Regions from separate parts of the Mus musculus genome. Here region 2 is linked to region 1. Evidence: chromatin contacts called from public promoter capture Hi-C data. All regions are on one chromosome and are shown on one strand. The core of a region is the stretch at or near the end of the contact, and the rest is flanking DNA. Distances in the headings are between cores, read along the strand shown. Region 1 holds the start of 4930452N14Rik (RIKEN cDNA 4930452N14 gene). Region 2 holds the start of Stx6 (syntaxin 6).

What was found. Promoter capture Hi-C pulls out the DNA fragments that hold promoters and counts their contacts.
Region 2: a contact with region 1 is called in a promoter capture Hi-C map of hippocampal neurons, with 5 times the contacts expected there. The contact joins the promoter of Stx6 here to the promoter of 4930452N14Rik in region 1. A contact is called at or near these places in 2 of 39 promoter capture datasets (hippocampal neurons and liver).

The regions. Positions count from the first base shown.
Region 1 is chr1:154,253,402-154,260,153 of GRCm38.p6, reverse strand. It overlaps 4930452N14Rik (RIKEN cDNA 4930452N14 gene), which reads left to right and starts at 3,248. Exons shown (of 4, transcript NR_040629.1): 1 at 3,248-3,551; 2 at 4,042-4,114; 3 at 5,823-5,878. 4930532M18Rik (RIKEN cDNA 4930532M18 gene) reads right to left here and starts at 4,465. Exons shown (of 3, transcript NR_108050.1): 1 at 4,393-4,465.
Region 2 is chr1:155,154,509-155,161,260 of GRCm38.p6, reverse strand. It overlaps Stx6 (syntaxin 6), which reads right to left and starts at 2,558. Exons shown (of 8, transcript NM_021433.3): 1 at 2,334-2,558. The coding sequence starts at 2,368.

The DNA.
Region 1 (6,752 bases), core at 1,999-4,498:
GATTACCAGCTCTGCTTCCCTCTACCCTTGGTACACTGCAGGAGTATGCCCCTCTATCTGTGGATATATGATGAGTTGTCCCCATCTCAGGAACGCTAGCTCTTCCCCATGCCAGGAATGCCCTTCCCTCATTCTTGCAGACTCTGCCCACTCAGATGATGTTTCGGGTATTTTAATGGAGCCTTCTTTGTAATCCTAGCTCACCAAACTACTCCACTGCATACCTGGATGTCTCCTCTTCTTAAAGTGTGCTGTTATGGATCTCTACCCCAAGGATGTAAGCAAGGACCTGGCATGAACTGATGCCTAGAGGAAGGCCTAAAATATAAGCAATATTTCCGTAATAGTGAGAATTAAATAAAATCTCTATTACAATTTTTACTATGCCAGATAACTAATATGTACATGCATTATTGGTTATTAATTCTGAGATTGGTTATCAGTTTTGTCCAGGATTAATCTGGCTGAGATTTATGGCAATATCCAGCAACACAGTAGGACAGAAAAGAATCCAGTAGGACGGCAGAACAGACAAGAGGTTTGTTTATGGGTAGGTAGGAGTAAGGCGCTCAGGCTGGGGACACTGTCAGAGCAAAGATGCAGAAATCGGAAGAGGCAAGAGGGGCATTTGCCATCAGGATAGCTACTGCTTCTTTCCCTCAAAGCCGAGCCTACCTGTGAGCATTTGCAGAGACAGCTAAGAAGAGCTAGAGACACAGGGAAAGGTCATTGTTCCAGCTTAAAAGTGGCATCCTCTCGATAGCATCACTTACAGACTATGCAAGTGCCTAAACAGATCTTCAGGATCCCAGCCATTATGTACCTACGGATTGCTAAAAGGAAGCTGAGAGAAGCCATGTGAGCAATTACTATTCATAAGTTGGAAACGAACTCTGAAGAAATAGATTTCCAAACTCTCTAGAAGCCCACATCTTTCAGAAACCATTCATGAGGTGAATCTATAGAAAAAAATAGAAAGGGGAAAGGGAGAGAGGGAGAAAGAGAGAGAGAGAGAGAGAGAGAGAGAGAGAGAGAGAGAGAGAGAGAGAGAGAGAGAGAGAGAGAACACAAAGGAATGAAGGTGGATGGCAAAGAGAATGCTTTGAAGAGTTCAATAAGAGTTATGCCAATGCTCTTGGGAATGATTAACACTAGTGACAGTCCTACTCCACATGGAGAAGTGAATAAATATCAAACCGCCCCACAACATGAAAGTGGGAAGCACTTAGCAGACAGCATCTCCAGCAGACAGCCTCAAAAGAAAGGCTTGAGTTCCTTAGCCTTTGAGTAACTCTGAACTTCATGGTTCTTTGTGGAAGGGGCCACACCCTTCCTTTTTGCCTGTTCCTCAGGCCTGTGACAAAGCCTTACGTAAGGCACATGCAGAGAAATAACAGGATCTCTGGGAACCAGCTCTTAAAGGCTTATTTAAAAAAAAAGAAAAAGAAAGAAAGAAAAACTGCATTGCTAAATTTAGGGCAATGACTCAGAAGACACCCCCACTCCAACGCATGCACACCTCCCTAGCTAATGCTCCACACACGTTTAACTGGTTTTCTTGGCATTTAAAAAATTTTTTTTTCCTCAGTTTCAGCACAGGGCTTTGCATCTGCCTGTAAAGGTTCTTGCTGTAGGAATCATTTGCCCTTTAAAAAAAAATGAAATGATGGCTTAAACTAAATGAATAAAATATAAGGCAGGGTATAACAACGCCTCACATGGATCTGAAATTTGGGAACTGCATGGCTCACACGAGGGGAAAATGTATTCTCTGAGGACCTTCAGAGTTTCGGCATAATTCTTAGCAGTCACAGGTTATCAATCTTCAAAATGTCACACCGAAAACAAGCGTTTGACATCAGAGTCATGGTATTGGCTTATTCATTTGATTGTTTCTGTGCTATGCTATGTAGATGCAGGCGGCTGTGTGGATGCAAGCAGCTGTGTGGCAGCCTCAGGAGTGCACAGCAAGGCTGATGGGCTCCAATCCAGAAGGGCCAGTAGGTCAAAGGTCAGTGAGCACGCCACTTCCTCTTGACACTTCCATTTCCTCGTGTATAAATGTGAGAGGTCTGGAATGGATCTGCCCATCCCAGAGTGATGCGCAGAGGTCTATTGAGGTAACAACTCAACTTGGTCTCCTTTGTTCATCCAAAAGGCTCAGTGGCATTTTAAAGACTCAAATGCTAAGGAAAGTGAGATTATGGAATTTCCAGAAAAATGGGTACATCTGTAAACTATTATAAGTGAGGTGATCCAGACTCAGGAAGGCATAGTCTTTAATATGTAAATCCTAGCCTTCAGTGTTTGTATGTATGTAAACAGGGGGTGGGGGGGCTAGGTGTGAGTAGGCATAGGCTATGAACCTAGACCATGGGAGGGGGGACAAGAGGCATTGAGGAAGATGGTAAGACAAAGGGACTAGTGATATGAAAACAGACAGAGGTACTAGGGGTGGGAAGAGTACAGCGGGATAATGGCTAGGAGGAGGAAGAAGGCTACACAACAAACATTGTTTTCTTTGGGAAATGCCACAAGGAAACCTAATATTTTGTATTTTAAATAAGAAAAATAAAAATTTAAAGGTCTATAGTTTTTTTGTAATTAAAAATAATAATAACCACAGAACACTGGCGATCACCTCGTTCTTCAAACTCTATTGCTCATGAAACAGGCTTGCATCTGTATCTCTGTCCTGATAACCTTTTAACCTACATGCCACTGGATCCTAATGCTCTCTGGGCTCAGGTTTGAAAATGAGCCCCTGAACTAGATGTCTATATGAACAACCTTGTGAGCTACTGCCAACTCCAGATTCAACTCAGTTCTGCCACAAGAGAGCTTACATCTTTCAGGTGCCATGAAGAACAAGGACCCTGCCTTCCAACTGTTCCCAGTCATGGTCTACACTGATCTTCCTGATAGAAAAGCAGGTGGTCCAGTGAGCTGACGGCATCTCCATAATGCGAAGGGGGAGCTCCAAAGGTTGGTGCTTGCTTCCGTCTGGCTCACTGCCCCACAAAGAGCTCATCTTCTGTCCCCAGTTGTCGACTTTGAAATACCGTGTATCAAAAATATGTGACTCTATGATGAAATATTGAAAGGAAGCTGTCTGTTGTTTTCGCAACAGATCCCCTGCATACTGAACCGCAGGAGCTCTATTCCGGTTCTGGGGAGGGCTAGAAGGAAGCGGGATATTATGGGGTAAGACAATGGTTGTCACGGATCCTGCAAATAAGCGTCAGGAGCTCCTGCCTGTGATTGGCAAGTCTGAAATCGTTTCGGTGGGGAAACGTATCGCATCAAGAACAGGAAGATTCTTGTTTGGTGCCAGAGCAGCTTGAAATCTGGTCCAGAATATTTTATCAAAAAGAAAAAAAAAAAAAAAAAAAAAAAGCTCTGACTTGGGATTCTCTCTTCTGAGCAAGACAATTGCAATCTGCTTCAAGCTTTAGAGCTAATGGTACCACCCACTGAGTCTCCTTTTGGACCTATGAATAGGGACAATTCTCACAGTTTTAAAGTGGCCCCATCATGTCAAGCTACTAGAGGTATGATCTGGAGGGCAGGAGCAGCAGGGGGGAAGAGCTGGCAGAAACCCGGGATGTTTCCGGAGGTGACAGGTAGCTCACTCATTGCATGCTAAAGACCTCCAAAGCAACAGTCCACTCTAATAAGGAAGACTGTGTTCCCATGCTCTTCTTGATGGGAAGAACAGTAAATGGAAATCCAAAATAATGAAACAGAGATGTGGGATGGGAGGGAGGAGAAGTTGGCCACTGAGCAATGAGACCAAAGGACGATGAAAGGAGGCACAGGTAAAAGAGAGACAATGTCAAAGTGGAAATGGATTCAATTTCAAGTCTAGGGAAATCAAATACCCACTCTCCCAGTCTCCATATGTATAGCAGCAGACAGGAGAGAACATTGTTCCCTAAAAAAGAGAGTGGGATGTTAGTAAGAGAAGTGGGAGAGAGAGAATAGTTATTACATGACTTCATTTTCCTAAAGTAACTAACCATTTGAAAGCTTGCCCTGCAGGCAGCTGGGCCACACCCTCCTGGGAGGGACTTCTGAATTCCCAATGGCTGTTTTCATCTGACTTTTGGAAAGTGTAAGTTAGGTGGGCTGCCTCAACCACTAAACCTATGATAGTCTGGGATCTTTGGGAATAAAAGGGGAGGGGAGCCATGAGGTAGGGCCAGCTTCTTTTGTTGGGGCCCATGAGAAGATATTGGGGTCTCCTAGGGATTTGGGCTTCAGAGTGCCAGGTAAGCCCTGCAGATACTCGGTCTTAACTCCTTTTGGACCTTATCTCTTTCATACTCCTCTCTCTCTCTCTCTCTTTCTCTCTCTCTCTCTCTCTCTCTCTCTCTCTCTGCCCTTTCTTACTTAGTTGGGCAATCAACACCCTCCTCCCATCTTCCTTGTTCTTCCCCTGTGGCCACTTTCTCGTTGTCACAATGGGAGTGTAGCCCAGGTCATAAGCAGTTGTCTTTAGAGAGTACTTTTTGTCTTGCTCTATAGTCAACCATGCAGGCTTCTGACCTTACACACACCAATGTCCTGTTTCCTTCCTTCCTTCCTTCCTTCCTTCCTTCCTTCCTTCCTTCCTTCCTTCCTTCCTCCCTCCCTCCCTCCCTCCCTGCCTGCCTGCCTGCCTGCCTTCCTTCCTTCCTTCCTTCCTTCCTTCCTTCCTTCCTTCCTTCCTTCCTTCCTTCCTTCCTTCCTCTCTGTTCATTTGTATGACTGATTGCTAGAGAAAGACCTAGCCCTAATCCCAGCCCTGAGTGCTCCCACATTCCAGACGCTGGTTCCCTTTGGGTACTGTTTCCATTTCCCTACAGAAAACACTTGGCATTTCCCCACCTTCTTCAGCCCTTTCTTACTCTTGCCCTTCCTTCTAAAACTCTTACCTCAATAGATGGCTTTTTTTTTCTACACACAAAGCAATATAAAACTAAACCAAACAGCTGGGTCTTGTTGCAGGAAAGGCACTTTTAATCACTACAGAACTTTAAAGAACTTTAATCCCCAAAGAAAGGCTGAACCTCGCATAAGAGAATAGGAATACAGATAGCTGCTTGACAAATCACAATTAAAAAAAGAAAGCATTGTCAAGAATAACAAATAAGAATAAGGAGTAAAGAAAGGGAAGAAGTATAAGGAGAGAAAATGGAAGACTCAGAAAACTGGCCAGAGTAGGCAGACATTTCTAGATGAAGGGACCAATGGAAAATCCCAGAGGAAAAAGCTAAATAGTCATTAAGAATAATAGTGAATTACATTCAATGGGATACCTCTGTGAGGCTAAGGTAATGTCCCTTTTCACTCCTTATCAAATGCTTTTATAAAATCCACAACAAAAAACTTTGTTTGGAAGGAAGAACAATTTTCTATCTATCCAGTTCAATTAAATATAGATATCAAAGCTCCCACAAGATCAGAGAGGCCCTCTTAAGTGAGCCAATCCATACCAGTCAAGATTGAGACCTATAGAAATCTGTGAAAATGAAAACCCTGAGCTGGGGTGATGGTTCAGTGGCTACAAGCACTTTCTGCTCTAACCATTGTGTGGCTAGTTCTATGTCACCTTGTCACAAGCTATAGTCATTTTGGAAGAGGGAAACTCAGAAAAATCCCTCATCAAGCTGACCTGTGGGCAAACTTATGGTACATTTTCCTGATTGATGGATGATGGCTGTGGGAGAGCCCAGCTCACTGTGTGCAGTGCCACTCCTGTACTGGGTACTATAAGACAGTGGTTGAGCAAGCCACAAGGAGCAAGCCAGTAAGCAGCAATCCCTGGCCTTTTTTTTCAGTTCCTGCATCCAGGTTCCAGCCTTGAGTTCCTGCCTGACTTTCTGGATTATAAGATGTAAGATGAAGTCAACTATTTTCTTCCCAAGCTGCTTTAGTCATGGTGGGTTTTTATGGCAGTAGAAACACTAAGACGCCAAGCCTGGTTTGTAGGACCCGCATCAGGTGACTCACAATCATGTGTAACTCCAGCTCCATAAGATCTAATACCCTTGCCTTCTACAGGCATCTGCACCCAACTGCACAGACTCATACACAGAATTAAAAAAATAATAAAGTATAAACCTTGGGCATCTAGAAATATGGGGAAATCATCGTGGCTTTTAAAGTGTTAAAGTTAATGGAGGCAATATCTCATTTTGAAGAGAGAGGGAGGGAGGGAGGGAGAGAGAGAGAGAGAAAGAGAGAGAGAGAGAGGTGGAAGGGAAGGAGGGACAGGGGAAAGATAGAGAGAAAGAGAGAGAGAAAACTTCAAATACAAATTTCAACTTTGCCCTCACTCCACATATCTGTCTCATTTCAGTCTCATCTCAAAGAGAAGATAGTCTGGCTTAACAACAAAACCCAAGGCAGACTAAGATGTCTTACGGAGACAGCTTTGTAATCTGAATCTTAACTCTGACCTTACTAGCTGTATGGCCCAGAGCAAGCTTGTGTAACTTCCCTAAGGCATGGTCAACTCTCTTCTCTGAGCAACAGAAAATAAATAAAATTCCACAAAGGTATTTAGGTTTAACTGGCTTAAGGTATGTGATAGCCACTGGCAACTGCACAGTTCCTCCCTAGAAGGGGCCTGGAGTGAGCACTGCACAGGCAGTATGAGTAGGTTTCCTGAAAGTGGTCCTGGGATCGGCCTCCACATCCCAAATGCTCACCAAGCAACACTTTAAGGTTCTCATCAATGTCTGCCTTGATTCAACTGAACCACCTTT
Region 2 (6,752 bases), core at 1,309-3,808, 900 kb before region 1:
AAAAAAAAAAAAAAAAAAAAGATAGAAGAAATAAAATGGAAGCAGGAAGCATGTCTCTTTTCTAAATCCCTAGACAGGAGAAAGAGGTCTAAGTTGTCTGAATTCTGCTACCTTCAAAACATCCCTGTTCCAATAGCTTTTCCCACCATAACAATTCCTAAGGCACTGCCTTTTCTCTGAACACCTGAGATGCTCATCATCTCTAGGAAACACTGCTACACTTACCGATCACCTGTCATGTCTACTTAATTCTGATGTGATTTATTCCGCTGATTACTCTAGAAGCACCTTGTTTCAGAGTCATATTTGAGGCATCTTTACTTTTTCTACCCTGTGATGCATTTTCAATAATCTTGTTTTTGAAACTTTGGAGAGAGAGAGAGAGAGAGAGAGAGAGAGAGAGAGAGAGTGTGTGTGTGTGTGTGTGTGTGTGTGTGTGTGTGTGTGTGTATGTGTGTGTGTGTGTAAATTCCTGCAGGTGGGTTCTGGGGATCAAATTCAGGTCATCAGGCTTGGCTGCATGAGCCCTTATCTACCAAGATATCTCAGTGGCCCTCAATCCTGTTAATAAAATGATGTTCATGGATATGCTATCACACATCCTGAGACACTGATGTGGCTGGCTTGTCTTTTCTCCTGCAACAAGTGACCGAGGACAGTGTCCTAATAGAGTAGTAATACCTAGTCAGCAAGTAAAGTAAGTGCTAGTAGACTTGCAGGGGTAAATACCAATATGGCTGAGCAATAAAGAACTTTCCATGTTTCCCTCAAAGGCGAACAGAGAAATCCGCTGGTTACCTCTGCTATCTACTCACTGCCAGAGATAACCTTTGCAACCTGAATGTCAAAAACTTCAGTTCTGGGGCTGGTGAGATGGCTCAGCAGACAAAGGTGCCTGCGGCCAAGCCTGAGACTTGAGTTAGATCCCTGAGACCCACGCAGTGAAAGAGGAGAAGTTCCTGCAAGTTGTCCTCTGATTTCCACATGCATGCCACAACATTCACTTACCACTCCACAAAATAAGACAAAAACCCAAGAAAACCCTTCCATTCAAGGGAAAAGTATACAACTCTAACTCTAAATTTAAAAACAAAACCAACTAAAATCTTAATCAATTCCATAATATAGAACACAATTTCCAGGTAGGCAGATTTTACTGTTAAATATATACCTTCCTATTCCCCGACTAAATTAAAGCAAGGCAAAAGAAAAACCCTTTTAAGGAAACGTAGAGACAATCTTAGCCAAGCTGGCCTTTAATCCCAGCACTCAGGAAGCAGAGGCAGGCAGATCTCAGTGAGTTCAAGGGAGTTACACAGAGAAACTCTGTCTCAAAAAGCCAAAAAAAAAAAAAAAAGCAGTCATAATATATTTGATTGTGCATTGACTGTACACACCAAGGATAGTAAAGTATCTCATTTTAAGTTTCCCAGGACTCTTAAATACAAAAACAAACACCCACACAACTGGTCAGCTTTTACCACTATACAAGTAAGATGCAAGTAGCAACTAGTTAAAAGCAAAGAACACTTTGCAGTCAGTAGAACTTACTCTGTCTTAACTTCGCAGTTCTCAGATTTTTGACATTTCTCTGACATTCAAAGCATAAAACTGACACATTATTAGAAATAAGTTGCGACATCATAATTGCGCTTTCTTGCTTTTGTGTAATGGCTACAAAGTTGATACAACAAAGTGCAATTGATGTTTTCATCTCCCAACAGATAAACAAAGATGGAGTCAGGACAGTTCTGTCGCAAAACGAGGGCAGTAGGCTTCTAAAAAGGCAGAACGTGAAGTGAGGGAAACCTGTCAAACACCCAGGATGAAACCAAGGAGTTCAATAGAAACACTCATTTCCTTCGACACGGTGGGAAAACCCCGGTGGCTCACAAGAAACCCTCGGAAAGTTTGGTTTGGCTGATTGCATATTGTTTTCCTTCCAACATCAGCACCCGGCCTGGAGGACTTTTCCTCCCCCGGGAAAGCGCGCGTCCTCCCGCACCGGCTCCCGCACCCGCTGGACACTACCGGGCAAGCCGCGGGGTGGCCGTCCCGAGCTAGCTCCACGACTCCACAATGGAGCTCGCCCCCGCGCACGCCCACTCCAAGAGGGCCATTTCCCTTTTCCTGCCCAGATGCTGTCGGCCGGCTCCGGCGCGTCGCTCCCCACCTGCGGCGCGCGACCCCGAGGAAGTGGCGGTGCGGGCCGATAGTGGGACCCCAGGGGCCCGGCCCCAAACGACGCGCGGTGTCCGAGCACAGAGGCTGTGTCGCCCTGCCTCGATTTCCCTCCCCTCTCTCTGAGGCGGGAGTCCTCGGCCCACACTCACCCCTTCACTACAAAGAAGGGGTCCTCCATGGACATGGCGCCCGGCCCGGCAGCCCGAGCCCTCCCTGAGGTCTACCGTGGCCAGCGCCTCGGCCGGGGCGACCCGGAGCAGCAGTGCGCGCAGACCCGGGTGCCCGTCGGCCGTCGGTCCAGCAGTCGGTCAGCGCCGCGGGTCGAATCCCACTCCAAGCCGGCCCCCACGGCAGCCTCCTCCCCCGGCACCTCCGGCGTCTGGCCCCGCCCCCAGAACCTTCGCCACTACCAATCATGGACGCGTACCGCAGCCTCACTTCCGCACTCAGGCTCACGTGACCCAGATCGCCCAGGCCCTGCGCCGGAGAGGGGCGGAGCCTAGCTTGCGTCACTAGGCCCGAGAGGCGGGGCTCTGGATAGTGGGGGCGGTCTTCTGCTGCCTGGAGAAGGCAATGAGGATTTTAAGAAAGCTGTTGCTGTGTCTGATTTGCATAGACCTTTTACCTTTTCTCTACTTTTAATACTTGCTTTTAACTCCCTGTGATTTACATGCCCATCTAATCATCGTCTTGCACTAAAGGATTCTCAAAAGATCTGATTATGGTAAGGTCTTAGGTCATGCAGTGTGTAAAGGCTGTATAAACATCCTCAATCAATACTCTTTTGGAGGACGATCCTACTGTTTCTAATTTGTTAGAGACTTCATTCTTTCCTGTACAGGGTCACACAACCCCAGACACACAGATCCACAGATCCCGGACATTTGTACTTCATTCTGAAAGCAAAGAAGGAGCCAGACGGGATCACTTCCTTTCAACTACGATTGCAGAACATCCAGAGCATTTTATATGGCACAATTAGACACACTGTGCGTAACTTCTTGGATGAGAACTGTGACCTTTGATTATTGATAATCACTGAGCAGTGACTGAGCATTGGACAGGATTCTAAGTTATCTCACTGTCACATTCCTATTATTTATCATCTTCATTTTATGAATGAGCTTGGACTCCGAGAGGTTACGTGACTTAGCCAAATTCTTTAGTCTCCTTGGAGCTTGCATCAAACAAATTCCCTTTGAACCTGAAGTCCCCCATTCAATTCCTCATCTTTAAGATGTAAGGTGGTGGTGGCACACACCATTAAGACCCGCACTCAAGGGGCAGAGGCAGATGGATCTCTATGAGTCTGAGGCCAGTCTGGTCTAATGAGCTAGTTCTAGGACAGCCAGGATGTGTAGGGGTGGAGTAGGAGGAATGTTATGTGAACTCTGAGGCCCCAATGCCGTCAGGGACCCCTGAAGGAAGCTGTTGTTTAGAGGACAGCAAGAGGACATGATAGAGGAAGGGAGGAGAAGAGAAGTGAGAAGCAAAAGTCAAAGACGCCAGGCTTCTCTGAACTCCTGAAGGAGCGGTGGGTGGCAGGTGTCGGGAAGGGGAGCTGCCGGGAGAGTTGCAGGCTTTGGCTACCTACCTACTGAAATTCAGAGATAAAATGTTCATTGACAATGGCATGTAAGTGGAAGAGCAGATGAGCCTGATCCTTGAAGGTCAAACCTCAGCTCTGCTAGTCCCAGAAGCCGTGTCAAGCCAGGTTCTTAATTGTTGACTGTCCTGTCTCTGGATGGATACCATAGTAACATCTTTCTCCTACAGTGTACAAAGTATTGGCAAAATCCAGCACACCTGAGCTTCTTTACTCTGCTCAGGGCACTAAGGACTCCGAGATGAATACTCTTGTCCCCAAGGAGCTCCCAGGCCTGTGGAGAGGAGTATTCAATTCCAGATAATGAGAGGGCACAGGTAACTGGAGAAATGCACAGCCTAGATAGCAGAGCTGAGATACCAGCGTATTTTGTGGGTGTGTGGGGCTGGGCTGGGAGGCTCCTAAACAGTGGCTAAAGGCAGGAAGGATCAGTGATGTAGACAAGCAGGGCAGCCTCTCAGGCCAGAAAAGAGAGCTGGGGTAGAGGGGTCAGTAGCAGCAGGGAGATACAGCCCAACACTGTGGCTACCAGTCATTCCTTTGGGTGTTACAGACCTCCACTGGTGCATGGCCACAATCTTGCCTATACCACAAATTTTCAGGATAAACTATGGTGAAGTCAAGTTAGCACATTTACTAAGTATATAGAGAGTGAGTTGTATAGGAAAGGGGCAGGCACAACCTCAAGACATGAGTGTGGGCTCTTCCACGGAAAGTCACTTAGATGTCTATGTGAATGATTTTGCAGCTTTTAGAAGTTTGAACTTCTCTACGGATGTAAAGTACAGGGTTTAAAGATTATGCAAAATCTAAATTAAGGTTTAAAAGTTAAGTAGGTGTATGAATTTGTTAGCCTTTTAAAAGGACTTTTTTTGTAGTAAATGAAGTTGTAATGTGCTTTTATGACGTGCATTATTTAGATTAGAGATGAAGGATCTAGAGAGATGGCTCAGTGGTTAAGAGCATTTACTGCTGGTACTAAGAATAGGAGTTCAGATTTCAGTACCTATGTTGGACAGCTCACAACCGCCAGTTAAATCCAGCTCCAAAGAATCTAACTCCCTTTTCTGGCCTTCACTACATTCATGCATGTGTGCGCGCACGCACACACACACACACATCAAATCTTAGATTTAAAGATGAGAGATGCCTGCCAATATGGTAAAAATTCAGGATTACAAACATTCTGGTCCTATGTAAGAATAGTTCACGGAAGTCAGTGAGATGAATTAGTGAGTAAAGGTGTTTACCACCAAGCCTGAAGTCTAAGTTCAATCCCTAGAATCCACACAATGGAAGGGAGAGAACTGATTCCCGCAAAATGTCCTCTGACGACCACATACACATTGTGCTATATGTATGCACAAGTATACACACACACACACGTGTAAAATTTAAATTAACAAGATTAAAATTAATAGACTAGTTCATTTACTGTTTTTCACATCAACCTTGAGATTTTTTTTATCTCTGTAGTCAATTTCTCTTTATCATTTGTATTACAATTCCTTGATTCTGTCAGCAGGAAAGGTAAATTAGAGCCCAGAGCAAGGAGAGTCTTCTTGAATGTTCCATTCACTTTCCTTGTCTCTCAAGCCTGCCTTAGCAGGCTAAGGCTGCAGGTGGGCAAGGCTAGGCGGTTGGGAACGTTGAATACTCTGTGTTCTGTCCTATAAGCCTAGGAACTCAGAGAAATAGCTGGGCCAGACTGAATAAGAATGGCCCAGCTATGATCATATGTTTGAATGCCTGTTCTCCAGTTGATGCAACTCTTTGGGAAGGATTAAGAGGTATAGCCTTGTTGGAGGAGGCATGTGGACTTTAAAGTTTCAAAAGTCCAAGCCATTCCCAATTAATGTGCGCTCTCGCTCTCTCTCTCTCTCTCTCCCGCCCTCCCTTCCCCTCTCCCCTTCATGGTTGTTGTGTCAACATGCAAGTTCTCACTTACTACTCCAGCACCATGTTAAGATGCCTGCTGCTCCCCACCATGATCATGGACTATCCTCTGGAACTGTGGGCCCCAAATTAAAGGCATCCTTTTATAGGTTGCCTTGATCGTGGTGTCTCTTCACAGCAATAGAAAAGCAACTAAGACACAGGCTTTGAGACAGGTGTCGAAGTGGCTAGAAAGTCACAGTGCAGAAGATGGATGAAAAGATAAGAAGCCAGGCTTGTTGTAATGAAGGCATGGAGGGAGGGTGCATTTGATAAAAGCTCTGGAGAACACAGAGGTAGACATTGTTGTTTCCTGATGAGGAGAAGTTGGTAAAAAAAAGAGGAAGAAGAGGGCCAGGGAGAAGTCTTGCAGCATTTGGAGCTGTCAGTGAGTTGGTTGCATCCCAAGGAAGAAATTCCTACTCTTTGGGAAAATGAGGCAGACAATGGAAATAGGGGACAAAAGAGGCTAGTGGGAGAGAGAAGAATATGATCAAAACACATTCTTTGCATATATGAAGATGCCACAATCAAACAAAGTATGCCTAATATATGCTAATAAAAATTGTTATTTTTTTTTTAAAGGAAAGAGACTCCAGAGGTCCAGAGATGACTGATGTAGCGTTTGTATTTCTTAGCTTCTTGTATTTTGGTCTTTCCCACTAGACTGTAAGCTCCCAAGGGTCTGGATACTGTGTAAATGTCATGACCATCTCAAGGGCTGACATGGACCCTCATTTTCCAGCTTAATGGATTTATTAACTGAGTCACAAAGATCTAAGAGCTAGGAACAGAGGATAGAGCACACATGCCTAAGGAAGCCTAATAATTAGGATCTGAAAGAGACAACAGTGGCAATTGTGGCAGATTCAGGGAGCATGTAGGAATGGGGTATCCTTTTCTTTAATATGTCACCTTCCTTCATCCTCTTTCAAACCAGAACTTGGCCCCCACTACCCAAGGAAAGGGAAGTTTTAGCTAAATGTGAGAAACAGAGGAAGTTATTTCTTTGTTTTCTGTGTTTTTG